Regions from separate parts of the Bombyx mori genome. Here region 1 is linked to region 2. A link is a contact called in public Hi-C data. All regions are on one chromosome and are shown on one strand. Each heading gives the region's core, a stretch centred on a gene start, on an enhancer-like site or on the middle of the called end of the contact. The rest is flanking DNA. Distances are from core to core; before and after follow the strand shown. Region 1 holds the start of LOC101738769. Region 2 overlaps LOC101738769.

Evidence for each region. A called contact is a pair of places that touch in the nucleus more often than the background predicts.
Region 1: a contact with region 2 is called in a Hi-C map of midgut, with 2.7 times the contacts expected there. The contact joins the promoter of LOC101738769 here to the enhancer-like site in region 2. A contact is called at or near these places in 3 of 7 Hi-C or Micro-C datasets (midgut and whole pupa).

What each region holds. Positions count from the first base shown.
Region 1 is chr23:11,505,767-11,508,962 of ASM3026992v2, forward strand. LOC101738769 reads right to left here and starts at 1,778. Exons shown (of 2, transcript XM_004932635.5): 1 at 1,491-1,778. The coding sequence starts at 1,584.
Region 2 is chr23:11,461,253-11,464,405 of ASM3026992v2, forward strand. The region is part of intron 1 of LOC101738769; the gene reads right to left. Among protein-coding and RNA genes, the nearest start is that of LOC119630349, 17 kb to the right of the region's middle. Within about 2 kb of position 1,744, at least 1 of the 8 cell types and tissues checked has open chromatin away from gene starts, as enhancers often do.

The sequences.
Region 1 (3,196 bases), core at 528-3,027, 45 kb after region 2:
TCGATGAACCTTACAATACAATCGAATAATAAATATATTTTATATAAATAAATAACTGGGAACAACTCGCGCGCGGTCATTCTGCCCCAAATTAGGGTTCCTTGTGTTATGGGTAATAGAGACTGATATACATATGTAGGGACCACAAATGTCCCCATAGGAACTAATAATTATATATGTGTATGTGTTAGCGGTAATTATATTGTAATGATAGCACGTTAGGTTGTAATCCCAATATACGTTAGTCACTTAACTGAACACATGTCTTATTAATCCTTGCCCGAAATAGAGACTCAACACATACTTATATACTTTTAAATATATAAATATATAGATAATAAACACGCTGACGGAGACAAAACAAACCTGTTCATCACATGAATGTTTACCGATGTGGGAATCGAACTCACGACCCTCGGCGCTGCAGTCAGGGGCGCTGACTGCTGCACCACCGTGTCAGTCAAATGAATGGGTTCATATTTATATTGAGTTTTTAGTATCGAAAGTTTTGTATTGTAATATAAAATACGTTTCAATATACATAGTAGATTAAATTCGATCTAAGTAGGTAAAATCAAAGGTACAATAATTAATCATTAGTGGTCATGATTTAAATTGCGATCGGAAGGCTTTAGAGGAAGAGGTAGACTTAAGAAGAAATAGATGGATTGTGTGAAAGACGATATAGGTAATAGGGGAGTGAGCGAAGAAACGGTATATGGTATAGGAGTGTGGAAGGAGAAAACATGTTGCGCCGATCTAGGTGACTGGGAGAAGGGCAGGAGAATGATGATGATGATTTAAATTGCCATTGAACGAAAGCCTTTGGCCCTCCTGAATATAAGTAGCTATCTGTCCTTGTTCATGTTTTTGATGAACACTATTAGCGCTAAGAGCCTTTTTAACTCATTGCAATCCATCAATCACAGCTCTATGAAAAAAAAAATTCATGAAATATTACATGAAATTATAAAGAAAAGTTACAAATTTAAATATTATCATTCGAACAGTTTGTTTTGATTGAGTTTATATTAAAACTAAGACAAATTAATAATAAAATATATATTTTATTTTTTATTTTTGATGTTTTGATGTGGTGGCCCAGATGCCTTTCCAGTTTCACCAGGACAGGTAATGTTAATAGTATTAATAATAATAAAATTAATAATAGGATCTTGCTCGTCGTCCCCTTCAATAGAAATACAAAAAAAAAAATATAAAATACTTATTGTAAATTAAAACTATTAAAATGTGATAACAAAAAAAAAATCATCTGTCAATCTGTCTGTCTGTCAACCAATATTAATCTAAAAAAATAAATAGATGTTAGTTAAATGAAGACCTAAATAATTTAGAACGCAAAATGGCGCGAAAATATTTAGAAGTAGTTTCGCAACGCACGATTTTGTTCTACATTTCAAAATTCTAAAAATATTTTTTTAATTATTGTTTTTTTTTGTGAAAAAAAAAAGTAATAAAGATCAACGTACCATTTTTATCAGTTCTCCTGCTGTCGCCCGCAGGAACGGCCGTGACGACAGAAATCAATAGAATAGTTGCTATGATCCTCGCACGCACATCCATGGTCTATATTTTATTTCACTATATTAAAAAAAAAAAAAGTAATTGTTTTATTTATTCCACGAGCGACAGCGAAGTTATGTTGCGTGCGTCCGCCCGATGCAGACTGCAGTTTACAACTAAAGCCCGATCAAATACACTTTCTACGTTCACAAGTTTCGTGTCCATCCGCACCGCATGTAATCGCTATTGCGTTCTGCGATTGTGAATTACAAACGAAATATCGACGATTCGTGTAGATAATATGTTTGAATTTACGTTTTTATTTTTATTTTTTATGTGTAATATTAATTGATTTCTCCGTATTGGTACAGGCTTGAATTGATTCGCTTAAGAAAGATGTAACCGCTTTCAAAGTTCGTGACCCGAGGTTGTTGCTACATTGTGCATTGTCTATTTCGATTCTCAGTTTATTTTTAGTTGTTTTATGAAATTATTCGTGAATAAACTATATTATTTCCAGTATTGTATTAAATGTTCTCAGATATGCGTGGCTCTCAGGAAAAAAAACATATTTCAGCTAAAGTGTTCGAATGTGGTTCTGTTGAGGTAGAGACTCAATACACACACTCAAAGTCAAGACGTGTATGTAGGACGATTAATGATAAAATATATTTTACATCTTTTTTTTTATTATAACTTCTTCCTGTGGCTTTTTGCAACGTCATTTTTATGTACTAATCTCGGGCTTATTAAATCTTGAATCATTGTTTACATACACATTTTTTCTACAAAAATTAAAATGTATTGAATTTATTTGTTGTTTTTTTTTGTAACTGTAATAAATTACTTAACTTAGTATATAGAGGAAAATGAAATAATGTTCTAGTAAAAGAGTGGAATTGACTGAGTTCTAGCTGGGCTTTTTGGAAGAACCTGAGAAGTTACGTCCAGCGATTTAGTTTCATTTTTTCACACAATACATTATATAGCAGTTAATGACGCTGAACTATGTTTGTATTTCTTTTCTATGAGCTTAAACCGATAAACGAAAAGAGGCTGAAATGGAATTAAATTAACAATATCGAATTAACAAATCCAAAAACGCAATTTACGTAATCAAATTTCTGTATACTTTGGTTTATTTGTTTTTAATATAAACGATACAAAAAGTTAATTTTTTTTATAGCCGATTGATTGAATGATATAGTTGATTCTTGAATGAAAGAGTATGAAATAATATTCCAGTAAAATAGTGGGAATATGCTGAGACTTCATAGGACTTCTGTGGAATAGGCCCGAGAAGTTATATCCAAAGATTTTTATTGACTTGTGGCTAATGTGTGAGGTCGAAATTAAAAAAAAATGAATTTTGAAGATTCCTACGGTTTCAAGGAGGGTTTATTGAATTCCAAAGGTGCGGCGTCACAAGCGATTTATTTTTCCCTACCTAGTCACTGTTAGCCTTAGGGCTATTTCAACTACGCGCGGCTTGGAAGCGTATTCCTCAGTAAGACTAAGACTTAAACGATAAGATTTTTTCATAAAGAGAGTTATAAAAAATATTAAAATTACTAAAAAAAAGCTACGTGGTGGGGGGTAGGGAGACTAATAATCGACCTCAACGATGCCTGCTGGATTGGGCAGCAACTAAAGCACTAAATGAAAATAAGAG
Region 2 (3,153 bases), core at 494-2,993:
TTAAAAGAAATTAACAAATCTATTTTCTGTTTTTGGTCGTAAAATTAATGTTGAGTTATATTTCAATGTGTCAGCTTCTAAGATAAACAGCTGATTGTGCAAGGTTAAGATTCTTATAATTTAAATTTATTAAAAGTCTATCGTAATCCGATAACTTTTGTGTCTAAACAGAAGTACTGCGACTTTTTAATTTATTCTAAATGGCTCTTTAAATATTAATTGTAGTTTATAATTGTGGTCTATTAATTTTATTTTACTATATCTTTAAAAGTACTCACTCAAGCTGAGATGTGAGCAATATGAGTTATTACATAGGCCATAGATATTGTACTACTTTTCAACCCGGAATGGATAACCGAAACATGCCAAAAAAGGGAGATTGGTACTGTTACATATCCCTCACATTACAATACACCGCCCACCATACGTTTTCACTACCTACAATTTTAAGATTATAGTCATTTCTATGCCTTACAATAGCTGTGGCGGCATCTTCGTCTTACATTTTTGTTTTGTGTTTGTATAAAAACGTACATGCGACATGCGTATAAAATGCATATTCGTAAAAAATATTAATCATTACTCAATCATCGTGTCTGTTTCTCATAAATAATATAAAGTGAAATCCAAGTTTTTGATGTCCCCCACATGGAGCGATGTATTTCGAATTCCACTCGGGATTATATCATGGTATTGCACAATGTAAACTTTCACTTACAATGACTTAAAAACATACTATGCAAAAGCCTATTGTAATGGATATTATCGGAATTCACTTTCGTTTTGAGAAGATACTGTTCTTAGCATATTTTATTTATTAAAAAAATAATTTTAATATAAAATTGATTGAAGTCAGCGAATGGCACTTGATAAAGTGTATTGAATCAGGAACGAATTGTTGATTTAAAAAAAAACAAATGTTAGTTTTACCAAAACCTATATATTATAGGTTTAGACTAAAACAATAACTAAAATTTAGGTTGGATATTAACACATATTACTATCAATATTAACAATTTATTGGTATAGTTTAGTGAATCCCACCCACCTTTTTAAGTTACCGGTGCCCATAGAAATTTCAATTTGATTGCCGCCACTCATTGCCATGAGGTTAGAGCCTAAATTCTATAGTGAAACAGTTGTTCCACCTTTAAAATTAGACTGGATGATTTTAGTATCTATGTAGACTTAGCCATACTTTGTTGTTTCTTCATCGTGGAAGTCATTCGTGAACACGTGTTAAGTACGTGTTTTATAAGAATAAAATTTTACCGTGCGGGATTTCAACCGCGGCTAGTGTCGTCACTTGATATTAGTTCACTGGTCGTGTTATCCTTCAGGTCAGAACGTATGTGTGGATATTAATTCAGCTATTAACAAATAATACCAGCCTCTGCCCACTGGTTTCCTGTTATCCGTCCGTGATAACAGCATCGCATTGCAAAACTCCGGGAGGCGTGTTTCAGTTTCAGAGGTAAATAATGTAATAATATTTCAAAATTCTGAATAATATAGTGTGACGTATAGCGTGACAAACATTTTAATTTTCTTGTAATTTATTATGATAAAATTTAACATTATTTAACGTTATTTCATGCATTGTCACTAATGTAAAGTTTAATCTAAATCAAATAGCTTTATTAAGAAATAACTTTATGAAATTTTAACAATCAGCTGTAGTAATGTGTTACTTCCTTACAGGCGTAGGCGAACTAGCTTTCCATTTAACCACTTATTATATCTCGTCATAAAAATATTTGAGTTACATTGCATAGTCAAAAGTATTTTAAGACTTAATTTGTTTCTGACTGTAGGTTATATATATCATTGTACTTTTACTCGATGTTGTAACATTTATTGTTTAGTAGTTTTGAATACCACAAAGTCTTCAAGATAACAAATATTTGTTAGTATTTATAGTGGAACTTAAGCGACATAAACTTGAATGTTCAATTTGATGAAGATTTATTTTTTATTGCTTAGATGGGTGAACCAGATCACAGCCCCAGAAGAAATAGGCAGAAATAGGCAGCGTGGTGGTACCTACCCGTGAGGACTCACAAAAGGTCCACCCACCATTAAAAAATATGAGCAATGATGACGATATAGATAGTTAAGCTGTTTTTCCATTTGACTCCATACAGAGGAGGGCCGTTCGGATTGTCGATAATCCCATTCTCTCGGATCGTTTGGAGCCTCTCGGTCTGCGGAGAGACTTCGGTTCCCTCTGTATTTTGTACCGTATGTTCCATGGGGAATGCTCTGAGGAATTGTTCGAAATGATACCGGCATCTCGTTTTTACCATCGCACCGCCCGCCACCGGAATAGAGTTCATCCATACTACCTGGAGCCACTGCGGTCATCCACAGTGCGTTTCCAGAGATCTTTTTTGCCACGTACCATCCGGCTATGGAATGAGCTCCCTTCCACGGTGTTTCCCGAGCGCTATGACATGTCCTTCTTCAAACGAGGCTTGTGGAGAGTATTAAGCGGTAGGCAGCGGCTTGGCTCTGCCCCTGGCATTGCTGAAGTCCATGGGCGACGGTAACCACTCACCATCAGGTGGGCCGTATGCTCGTCTGCCTACAAGGGCAATAAAAAAAAAAAAAAAAATTTTCGTATTTGTTTCATAACTGTATACAAACAGAAGAACTGTTAGTCAGCAAGCTCATAATGTATTAAACACCATGGACAGATCTTGTGTCCGTTTACATAAATCTTCATCAGGCATCGTAGGTATTTCGAGTTCATATACATATGTAACATGATAAGTGATCACGTCATTTCGGTCCCTCCCGATCCACTAACGGTGCTTTTAGGTACCGAGCACCGGTCACCGTTGTCGTCCAACCCGTCGTGGCGTCGCTTGCGACGAAGGGCTCGGCAAGTAAATTAACCCACAGACACAGCCCATTGAGTTTTTCGTCGGATCTCCTTAGTGGGTCGCGTTTCCAATCCGGTGCTAGATTCTGCGAAGCACTGCTCTTGCGAGAGCTAGTGTTAGCATCGCTCTCAGGTTAGAGCCTCCTGAGCTCACATACTCGCTCGGTGATGCTGGCATAGCTCTCTAAGGCTACCAGTTTAGGTAGAAAAAAAAGTGATACGTGTTCGCAATGGCTCGAATTTGTAGCCTTAGTAATCTAGGTATGTGT